2 separate regions of the Mus musculus genome follow, and region 1 is linked to region 2. Evidence: chromatin contacts called from public promoter capture Hi-C data. All regions are on one chromosome and are shown on one strand. The core of a region is the stretch at or near the end of the contact, and the rest is flanking DNA. Distances in the headings are between cores, read along the strand shown.

Region 1 (5,682 bases), core at 2,281-4,780, 160 kb after region 2:
TTTTTGTGCTTGCTATATATTCAGATAATGTTTAATTCATCCTCGGATTTCTGACAGGATTGAAAACTGTTATAGTCTCATAATCAAACTTTAATTGTTTAAAATTGAGGAAGATGATGTAGATTTGAAAGGATGGTTTTCAGCTGGCGATGCAAGTTAAAATCAAAACATAATTCAGGTAGAGAATTATAAGCTCTTTAAGTTAGGTTAGACGTTAGAGTAGTGTATATAAATTGACAAAATTGATGGACTGAAAGTTATGAGTGTATCGCATACCTTATAGTTTATATAACTGTTGCAGTATGTTATGGTTACAAGCTTATGGGATCCAGGGAGTGGAATGTGGTAGTTGGAGTGAGAATGGCTCTGAAAGGTTCATATGTTTGAAGCTGGCTGGCTCGAGCTTGCTGCCATGCTTCCAGCTGTGATGTAAGGGACTAAGCTTCTGAAACTCTAAACCTGCCCACAAATGAATGCTCTCTATTTCAAGAGTTGTCTTGGTCTTCCTCAGTTTCTTTCCTCAGAGACTTGAAGGTCTTTTCATACAGGTCTTTCACTTGCTTTGTTAGAGTTATACCAAGATGTTTCATATTATTTATGGCTATTGTAAAGGGTTTTGTTTCCCTCGTTTCTTTTTCAGCCTGTTTAGTCTTTGTATAAAGGAGGGTTACTGATTTTTTTTTTTTTTTAGTTAATTTTGTATCCAGTCACTTTGCTGAAGGTGTTTATCAGCTGTAGGAGTTCTCTGGGAGAATAGTTGGGGTTGCTTATGTATCATGTCATTTGGAAATAGTGGTGCTTTGACTTCTTCCTTTCCAATTTGTATTCTCTTGATCTCTTGTCTTATGGCTTGGTCTAGAATTTCAAGTACTATATTGAATAGATAGTGAGAATAAAAGGGCAACCTTGTCGTGTTTCTTATTTTACTTGAAATGCTTTAAGTTTCGCTCCATTTTTCATTTGATGCTGGCTACTTGCTTGCTGTATATTGGTTGAAGAATAGATAAGGAAATTTTGGAATACTGTTCAGGTATTAAAAACAAAGGCATTATGAATTCTGTAGCCAAATGGATGGAACTTGAGTGAGGTAACCCAGAGCCAGAAAGACACATGTGCCATGTACTAACTTATAAGTGGACATTAACCAAGTGCAGGATAACCATGTTATAATCTACAGACCCAAAGACACTGGGTAATAAAGAGGTTCCACGGGAGGGTGTGTGACTCTCTCTCAGAAGGGGAAACTAAATAGTCATCAGAGGTGGATGGAGAGAGGGAACTGGGTAGGAGAGGGGGTGAAGAGGGGAACAGGGATAGTGACCAGGTATGGGGAGAAGATGGGGATGGGAAAGGTCTAGGAGTGAGAATGGAAATTGGTGGGTGGCATTTCTGGTGACTAGCTGGAAGCCTGGGATGGCAAAAATATGGGGAGTCTATAGGGGTGACCCTAGCTGAGATTTCTACCAGAACGGGATAGAACCAGGCTGAAGTGGCCACCTCCTGTACTGGGAGGTAGGACTTCCATAGGAGAGAGGCAGACATCAGTCCACCCACAAAGCCTTCAATCCAAAATCTGTCTTGCCTACGAGACGTACTTGGATAAAGACGGAGTAGAGTCTGGGGGAACAGGCAACCAATGACTGACCCAACTTGAGACCCATCCCATGGGAGAGAGCCAACCCCTGACACTATTAATGATACTCCGCTATGCTTGCAGACAGGAACTTAGCATAACTGTCTCCTCAGAGGCTTCATCCGGCATCAGATGGAGGCAGATGCGCACACTCATAGCCAAACATCAGGCAATGTTCAGGGAGTCTTATGGAAGAGTTAGAGATAGATGTTAGCAAGCCCCGGGGGTCAGCGACACCACAAGAAAACCTACAAAGTCAACAAACCTGGGTCCATGGGGACTCACAGAACCTGGATCACCAACCAGGGAGCATGCACGAGCTGGACCTAGACCCCCCCTACACATTTGTAATAAATGTGCACTTTGGTCTTCATGTGGGTCCCCTAATAAGTAGAGAGAGAGCTATCTCTGACTCTGCTGCCTACCATTGGATTACCTTCCCACTACCTGTCTGTCTTGTTGGGCTGCAGTGGGCGAGGATGTGCCTAGTTCTGCTGGCACTAGATATCCCAGGGCAGGGTGATACAAAAGGGGGGCAGTGAGGGAGGAGGGATTTGTAAGGGTAGAATTGTGCTGAGAGGAGGGAGGGGGCTGTGATTGGGATGTAAAGTGAATTAAAAAACCAATAAATTATTGAAAAAGAGACAGAGGGAGAAAGGGTATAGGGGAGGTGGGGTAAGTAGAGAGGGAGGCAGAGAGAAGTGCCTAGGTGGTGTCTCTTCACAGCAATAGAATGTTGACTCAGATACTCTGTGTTTGACCACTAGGTCATTCCTCCAGCCCCTCACTGGGGGATTCTATGTAGGGACTCTGACTTTGCTGTGGAATCGAGTTCTTATAGTTGTGAAGTAAGTTTTAGCTTTTATAATACAGTATAATATGGGACTTCAATGTTTTAAAAAAGTATCCACAGCTGGTCATGGTGGCCTACCCCTTTAATTCCAACACTTGGGAGGCAGAGGCAGGCAGATCTATGAGTTCGAGGATAGCTGGTCTACACAGGGAGTTCCAGGACAGCCAGGGCTACACAGAGAAACTGTTTAGGAAAAAAAAAAAACAAAAACAACAAAGAAAACAAAACAAAAACAAAAAAAGAAAAGAAAAGAAAACAGTATCTATAGTTGTTGTTCATGAGGGTGTTGTTTGCCTCTATGACGGTGCTCCTCCACCTATTCACCCACTCTGCCTTCCCCCTCTGACATCCCCTACTCTGGGGCATCAAGCCTCCCTCTTCTCCCACTGATGTCAGATGGGGCCATCCTCTAATACATATGTATCTAGAGCCATGGGTCCCTCCATGTGTACTCTTTGGTTGGTGGTTTAGTCCCTGGGAGCTCTGGGTGGTCCAGTTAGTTGATATTGTTCTTCTTATGGGGTTGCAAACCCCTTCAGCTACTTCAGTCCTTCCCCTTGCTTTTCCATTGGGGTCCCCGGGGCCAGTTCGACGGCTGGCTGTATTTGCAGGTGTTGGTAGAACCTCTCAGGAAACAGCCAAACCAGGCTCCTATTAGTAAGTACTTCTTATCATCAGAAATATTGTGGGGATTTGGTGTCTGCAGGTGGGATGGATCCCTAGGTGGGGCGGTCTTTCCTTCAGTCTCTGCTCCATTTTTTTGTCCCTGTTTTTCCTTTGGACAGAAAGATTTCACGGTTTAAAATGTTGAGATGTGAGGATGGCTCCATCCCTCAAATGGGTGTAACCTTTCTAAGGAAGGTTTCTGATGGTGTCCTAGATGTGCTCCAAAGCCAGGCACTTTTGCTGACGCATTCTGGGAACTGTAGTTCCGGCGCCTGTGTAGGTCGAGGTCGCTTCCGCTCCGGGAGGCATGGTTACCTCCGGGTGTGCCAGGGAGGGGAGACGTGGAGGGTCCCGCGCCCCTTCAGGTGCCGCCGTGTTCCCTGAGTGTCCCGTGGGGACAGAGTCTGTGGACCGGGAGAAGCAGGCAGTGGTGGTGGCTGCGGCGGCGACCGGTTCTCTCTAGCTGGGCTCTTCCTGAGGTGGCGCTGCCAGGGATTCCTGGACCCATCTCAGCTGCTCCTGGAGCCCCGGGGAGAGTCTAGCTTCCCATGGGAGCCTGGTAGAGGAGCTGTGGTGACAGATGGCCAGTGTCCTAAAGCCTTAAGTGGTACGCAACTCTGGTTTTGATGTGACTTTTTTTTTTGCATTTATTTATTTGTTTATTTACTTAAAGAGTGGGGCGTGCCACAGCTTATAAAAAGTGGGAGTAGAGTCACTCCTCCACCATGTGGGGTCCAGAGACTCGAATTCAGCTGACCAGGCTCCACCACAGTACATGTACTCCTTGAGCCATATCGCAGGGGCAAAAACTCCCTTTTAAAGAAAGGGTTCAGGTTTTTGTTGGTCCTTATTTCATGCACGCGGGAATGGAGACTTTTTGGAGGCTTTTTCAGGTGAGCGACCTTCACTAGAATGTCAACCTTTTAGTGGTAGAGACAGAGGACTGGGAAGGGGGAGGGATTTCACTCCCGTGTATAGAAACAAGTATGTGTAAAATAGCCATCAAATTAACAGGCCCGTCTGAGAGTGACGGTCAGTTTTGACAGCGTTCATTAGAGAGTTCAGAGCTTAAAGAATTGCTTTTCTAGAAAACCCATCACCACAGGCGGCTTTGTGAAGGTAGGAGTACCCAGTATTCCTGAAGCTTCCAGAAACAGAGAATGTGGTGAGTCTGGTAACCCGGGAGCTTAGTAGAAAAGCCTGGTCAGCGCGCACAGCCCTTGGGGCTGATGGAGAAGCTGAGGAAGCCATGTGGAACAACTGTCCTAGCAGTGTTCTCACGAAGCCCTTCCTCCCCCAGCTTGCTTCCCAGAGCCCTGCCTTGTCTCAAAGAGAAGAGAACAATGACCAAGTTACAGGTAAGTCGGGTTGCTTCCCCCATCCCCACAGTGCTAGGGATTGGAAACAGGACCCCTGCATGCTGAGCAAGTGCTCTGCAGCCACCATAGCCTATTTGACAAGGTCCAGGCCACGGAAGGACCCTGTTCCCAAAACAAACAAAAACCCTAGACAGCACCTGAGGAAGGACACCAGAGGTTGGGCTGTAGCCTGTACATACATGTGTACCCTTGTGTACATATGTACACTCACATGCATGCACACATGTATACACACATGCACACAGAAAACTGCTCACCCTCACTTCCTGCATTGGACTTCCTGAGCATTCATATCCTGAACAACCAGGGAGCGTCTGGCTTCCGCACAGCTTCTGTGGTTGACCCAACTCAGATGATGAAGGAATGAAGAAAGGACAGACACACAGACATGTGTACAGACAAGCTGGGATCGAATGAGCTGTGTGCTCTGATGGAGACTCCCCAGCAGCCCTGAAACTCAGCGCATTTATTAGACACCGCTGAGCACCCAGGAGCCATGATTCAGGAAACTGCAGCATGAATACAAATGCACGGGTATTTTACATGGAGTTCAGCCAAGCTCCCCAGCTACACAGTACCCTCAGCTCCAGGGACTAGACGCTTGTTTTGTTAACAACAGTGGTGATTTTCACACGTAATTTGTAGTCACCAGGTATCCCTGATTCTCTGTATTCTGGCCTAAACTGGACACTTTAAAATTTTTTTGGGTACCTTGGTAAGTGATTAAAAATAGTTTTCTTGAAACTTTCACTTAATTGAATTTTTGTTTTAAAGTTATTATGTATATATCAGTGGAACACTATATATATAAATAAAATGCTTCTATATATATTGTGTGTATATGGACAGAACATTTAACATATATAACATTATATACACATATAATGTTATATAAATGTATAATGTAACCTTTATGGAACACTGTGTGGCCATGATTGGCATAATGCAGACAATGATGTTAGTTTTGTTGGACATATATTGGCTGCTTAATGCATATCATATTGTGTCTAAGGTCCCTCGGTGGACTCATTTAATCCCTTCAGGGATATGTGGAATGGAGATACTGTTATACACATGGGCAAACTGAGGCATTGAGAAGTTGCCAAGTTCTAGATTGTATGAAATTGACACAAAACCAGCCGGTACAGCCT
Region 2 (6,217 bases), core at 673-3,172:
GCACACTGCTCTGGAATCACTAGTTGACTCTACTCATCAGGTCTTGTGGGGAACGATCCAGAACCTGAGACACCATCTGCCTGCAAGCTGGGACCTGCAATGCTGTTTCTAGGGTTCTCCAGGAAGAGCTCTGCATAAACTACTAAGCTGGTATTCCTGACCTCACAGAAATGAAGTCTAATCTGCATAATGTTGGGGTGGGAGCTTCTGGGTTTCTTGTGTGTGTGAGACACACACATACACATGCCTGCGTGCAAGCAGGCACAGAGCCATATCACATTTGTGGAGGCCAGGTGACAACTTCCGAGAGACCATTTTCTCTTTCCATCCTGTAGGCCGCAGGGATGGAAGTCAATTCTTTGGCCTTGTGGTGGCCCCGTTACCTGATACAACCATCCTGACAGCCCCACACTGTTTTTGCCTGGGCAAGGAGCTCTGCACATCTGCCAGTCTTGCCTCCGCAGCACTGGGATGACAAGATCGTGCCGCCAGGCTCCACTTTTTATGTGGTTGCTGGGGATCAAACCTGGGTCTTCATGCTTGCAAACAAGCACTTCACACACTGAGCTATCTTCCCACCTACATGTGAAGCACCTCTTTGGAGAATCTTCCAGAATTGACAAGTTGCTTTGCAAGAATTTCCAGGAGACCCCCAATTCTTAACTGTTCTAATGCCTTTTCTCTTGAGGCATGGTGCATTCCACAACTTAATACTGTTTCCTCCTCCTCCTCACCTCTCCCTCTCAAACAGGGTCCTGCTCTGCAGTTCAGGCTGGTCTCAAACTCATGGCGACCCTCCTGTTTCTGGCTCCACACTACTGGAATTACATGTGTGAGCCGCCTTGTCCAGTTCTATTCACGTATTTTTCTAAGTGCTTCCTAGTCTACTTGCAGTCTTTTTTTTTTTTTTTTTAAGATTTATTATAATATATAAGTACACTGTAGCTGTCTTCAGACACACCAGAAGAGGGCATCTGATCTCATTACGGATGGTTGTGAGCCACCATGTGGTTGCTGGGATTTGAACTCATGATCTCTGGAAGAGCAGTCAGTGCTCTTAACCGCTGAACCATCTCTCTAGCCCCCCTTTTTAAAAATATTATTTATGTATTTATTTATATGAGTACACTGTAGCTGTCTTCAGATACACACCAGTAGAATGTGCATCAGATCCCATTACAGGTGGTTGTGATCCACCATGTGGTGGCTGAGAATTGAACTCAGGACCTATGGGAGAGCAGTCAGTGCTCTTAACCTCTGAGCCATCTCTCCAGCCCCTACTTGCAGTCTTATATGGAGCCTCCTTCCAATACTCAGGCATGAAGAACCTCAAAATCCAATTTCCATGGAAGGTGGCCCTAGGTGTATGTCGGCTTCTTTGGGACTGTGTCCAGAAATTTCCTCCCGATACTGTTAGAAGGCTCGTACCAGCACTACAGGGACACTTTACAGTGGCTATAGTTTCTATTAATTTATTTGTACCTCCAGCTAACGGCGCCGCAATTCCGAGACCTTCACGTTCCTACTCCCATTGGCCAGCCGCCCAGCGACCTTTTAACGGCAGGGCGGGGGCGGGGCTTGAATACGCCCCACCCCCAACCCCGCCCCGTCGGCGCGCCTGCCTCTCCCAGGCTCGGGGCGTCCCCCCTTCCCCTTACCTAGGGCAGCTGCTGATTAGTTCCTGGGTCGCAGCGCGCGCTCTGAGTGACGGGAGTGCAGCGTGGGCGGGGAAGGTCCTCCACAGCCACCTGCCGTGTAAATGGTGCCGGAAGGTCACAAGCCAGAGAATGAGAGAGGCCGAGAAAACGGGTGCCGGCTATTCCGGAACAGGCCTTGGCGTCCCGGAAGCTCCCAGAGGAGGAAGAAGAGGAAGCCACAGTACGCAGCCCAACGAGTCACGGCCTGCGCTGCTAGCTCGGCGCATGCGCCGCGGGCTGGGCGCGCAAGCGAACCCAACGTGCGCGTTAGACTGAGCATGCGTGAATGGAGGTGGCTGGCTTCAGCACGCATGCGGATTACGGAGGGGCGAGGGAGTATGTTGCTGCTGAGAAGGCGCGTGCGCATTGTTTCTCTGGGCGGGCCTGCTGTTTGGCTGGGTGGGCAGCTCTGGAGATTTCGAGTTCGAATCCCGGGTCTTCTGTAGTGTTGTCAGACCGATCGGGGTAGGGTACGGCGGAAGGGAGGAATTAACGTCCTTATCTGAGCAAGCACAAGACTGATTCAGCTGGCTGCAAGAAGCGATCTTGAAGGACTTTAAGGAAGAGCCCAGCTCCTCCAAGACAGAACATCTGTAGAGAAAGGTCTAGGCTTGGACCTGTGGCACGAGGTGGGCGGCAGAAGTGGGCGGATCGCAGGGCTACAGAAGGGGCAAACATTCAAAGGACTAGGGGCACAGCCTGAAGCAGCTGGAAGGCCACTGGGCAGAGGGTGCAGTCACCCAATGGAAAGACAGCTGAGAGGCAGAAGTTCCACCTCCCCTATTGCTTTTCCTTTCTTAAAGAAAAAAAACCGTGAGTCCATCAGCCTGACCTCAAACTTACCCTCCTGTGTCTGCCTCTTCAGCATAACCTACCTGTGTGTGCCGCCACAATCAGCTCTCTTGGTTATTTGTTTGTTTGTTTGTTTGTTTGTTTGTTTGTTTTGAGACAGGGTTTCTCTGTATAGCCCTGGCTGTCCTGGAACTCACTCTGTAGACCAGGCTGGTCTCAAACTCAGAAATCCGCCTGCCTCTGCCTCCCAAGTGCTGGGATTAAAGGCAGCTCTCTTGTTTTGAGGTGGGGTCTTACTGTGTAGACCAGGCTGGTCTAGAACTCAAAGAAACCCACCTGCCTTGGCCTCAGGACTGCTGGGCTCTCCCCACCCCCTCGGCTTTTCGTTATTCTCTCCCATTCTCTTCTGTACTGAGAAAAGAGAGAGGGCCTTGCTATGTAGGATGTGCTCTACCACTGATCTGCATTTCAAGACACAAGCACACATGCGTGCTTGTCCCCAGAGCTGATCTCCATGTCAGCCTAACTCAAACAGCATCGCCTCCCTCCATGCCCCCGCCAAGCTCTTCTCTGTTCTCCTATGGGCACCTAGCTGCCAAGACTTAAAGTTTGCCTTCCCTTCGGCTTTTCTTTCAAATTTGAAAAAAAAAAAAATGTTCCTTGGAGTGCTGATAGAGGCACACTCCACGGGATTAAACCTAGAGCCCCATGCATGTTATGCATGCTAGGTAAGCACACTGCTGCCTGGGCCACATGGCCAGCTTATAAAGGATGGATATATATATAGTGAGTACACTGTAGCTGTCATCAGACACACCAGAAGAGGGCATCAGATCCCATTACAGATGGTTGTGAGCCACCATGTGGTTGCTGGGAATCGAACTCAGGACCTCTGGAAGAGCAGCCAGTGCTCTTAACCGCTGAGCCTTCTCTCCAGCCCGTGAAGAATTTTTTTATTGTTGAAGCCTGGAGACAGAAAGCACGAGTTTTTCATATTCAAGGTAACCATCAGGGCAGTGATTGGTTGGAGGGCTGTTTATGAAGAGTGCTCAATGCCACCAGATTCACTGAGTTATAAGCGGGATGTGTGCCCTCTAGGATGTGTGCGCACACATGCAGCAATGCACATTTGGATGCCAGAGGAGTCAGCAAGAATCAGCACTGTCCTTCTATCCCATGGGTCCCAAGCGCCTTTACCCAGCAGGCCACCTCACTGGGCCTTTAGTTAAGGTTTCAGCATTCATACATTTGAGGTAGGGTATTGGGGACTGAATTTAAGTAGGCTTGTTAAGCTCCCTACCACAGAGCCTTAGCCCAGCCCTCCGCTTACATGTTTTAAAGATTTCATTTTCTTTTATATGTATGAGTGCTTTGTAAGTATGATTGAGCACCACGTGCCTGCCTGGTGGCTGCCAAGGCCAGAAGAGAGTGTTGGATCCCCTGGAACTAGAGCAACAGAAGGTTGAGAGCTGCCATGTGGGTGCTGGGAATTGAACCCCTGTCCTCTGTAAGAGCAGCCAGTGCTGTTGACTACTGAACCATCTCTATTTTATTTTATTTTATTTTATTTTATTTTATTTTATTTTATTTGTGAGACTGAGTCTCAGTAAATTCCCCTTGAACTTCCTCCATAAGAGGCCTCTTCTGTCCTCCCGAGGCACAGCATGCATGTTATATATATATATATATATATATATATATATACACACATATATATAGTATATATACTATATATACATATAATATATATTTATATATATACACAAAGCATACATGTTAAATATATACATCATCATGTATACATCACACACACACATACATATATAGAGAGACACTAATATCGACCTCTGGCCTCCTCATGCACATACGGGTGAGTGCACTCATCTGCATACATGCCGCAAAGTGGGCAGAGGAGGGATTTGGCATTGTCCTTGGGCCACCGGCACCAGGCTCTGCTTCCCTGTAACTTCTATCTCTCGATAAAGCCTCCTCCCTCACTTAACAGATGCAGAAAGATGATAAGAAGACAGGAGATGCGCCTGAAGGCCCCATGCTTAGGGAGCAGCAGAGCCTGGCCCGAAAGGCAGGCTTGGCTCACTGCATGCCCTTCTCGCAGTTCTCCGTGAGGGTCAGCAGTCACCCTCCCCAGAAACCAGCTGAACTGAACTTAGCAGTTAGCAGCTCAGGCTCTTAACAGTTTTCTGCTGCTGTACGCATACGCACTCTGAATATTCCTTCTTATAAACATTCCTGTGTATACTTGATGACATGTGCTTGAGAGGATTATCTTTTTAATTAAACTATTTTGTGTGTTTATGTGTTTTGCCTGCTTGTGTGTAAATGCACCATGAGTGTGCCTGGTTCCTGTGGAGGGCAGGAAAGGGCATCAGATCCAGTGGGACTGGAGTCACAGCATTTGTTGGGAGGTGGACGCAGACATATCCTGGGTGCTGCCAACTGGGTGAGCTCCTTTAGTGAGATAGCCTGCCTCAAGGCAATGAGGTGGCAAGCAATAGGAGAAGACACAAAGCATCGCTGTGTGCACAGGTGTGTGCGTGCTCAGGTGTGTGCGTGCACAGGTGTGTGCGTGCTCAGGTGTGTGCGTGCACAAGTGTGTGCGTGCTCAGGTATGTTCATCCAGATTCACATGCATGCACCCCCCACCCACACACAGAGTCTGACATTGTGACTACAGTTACAGTAAATCCTACATTTGAAACAGCTAAGAAAACAGACTATTCTCACTGAATAATAACACAAAATAGATCAGGTAAAAGACTGATGTTAGAAGCAAACAGTTAGGAGATAAGAGAGGGTAGGGGAGTCAACTTTATTTAAGTGCTGGCATTTAGAGGAAGTACTGACCCCAGGCTCCTGTCTTGGGGAACCCTGGGACACACGGAAACTACTATGGAGCCCCAGCTAGCCTGGAACTCCTGAGATCTGCCTGCCTGTGTTTCTGAGGTGCTGGGTTTTAAGGTGTGAGCCACCTCACCCCCACAATGAGGTTTTCTGAAGAGGGAATGATGGTGCAGGGAGACAGTGGACAGGACGGGCACACTAAGCTGGGTTTCTGCTCCCAGAATGTCTCCTTTTCTCTTTGTGGAAGCTCAAACTGGACTTAGGCCTCTGAGGGCCTCTCTCTGTCTGTCTCTATCTCTCTGTCTCTCCTCTCTCAATGGTCTCGTTACTTTTTTTACATTCTAAACTGCGTAGCAATTTGCATATTTTGTGTTAGTACATGGGCTCTGATGCCATCTGAGGGTCAGCAGGTTTTCCAGAATTCTATAAACCTGAGGAAGGATTTTTTAGTAGCTAACATCTTAGTCATTTACTTTTCTTTAGAATTTAAAATGCTGGACCAAAACAAAGGAACATAATCCTTGTAAAAGGCTCAGTGAGAGACAAGTGCTTGTTCAGAGTCTCTGTAACCCAGGCTGGATTTGAACTCAGTTTGTACCCAAGGATGACCATAAACTGCTGATCCTCCTGCCTCCACCTCCCAAGTACTAGCATCATAGGTATGTACCACCATGCCTGGCTAGGAGGCAGCTTTCAAAGGCTCAAGGAAGGAGACTTAACTATTGCAACAGGACAGAATGAGTTTCATAAGTTTCCAAATGAATGAATGTACTATAGTTCTGCCCTGTATATACCAAAACATTGTGTTGGGACTGGTGAGATGGTTCGGCGGGTAAAGGTTCTGGCTGCTAGGCCTAATGAGCTGA

Evidence for each region. Capture Hi-C pulls out chosen DNA fragments and counts their contacts.
Region 1: a contact with region 2 is called in a promoter capture Hi-C map of adipose tissue. The contact joins the promoter of Zfp109 here to the promoter of Smg9 in region 2. A contact is called at or near these places in 1 of 39 promoter capture datasets (cranial neural crest) and 1 of 9 other capture datasets (adipose tissue).

The regions. Positions count from the first base shown.
Region 1 is chr7:24,235,446-24,241,127 of GRCm38.p6, reverse strand. Zfp109 (zinc finger protein 109) reads left to right here and starts at 3,530. Exons shown (of 4, transcript NM_020262.3): 1 at 3,530-4,045; 2 at 4,453-4,510. The coding sequence starts at 4,496.
Region 2 is chr7:24,395,333-24,401,549 of GRCm38.p6, reverse strand. It overlaps Smg9 (smg-9 homolog, nonsense mediated mRNA decay factor (C. elegans)), which reads right to left and starts at 1,922. Exons shown (of 14, transcript NM_028047.2): 1 at 1,659-1,922.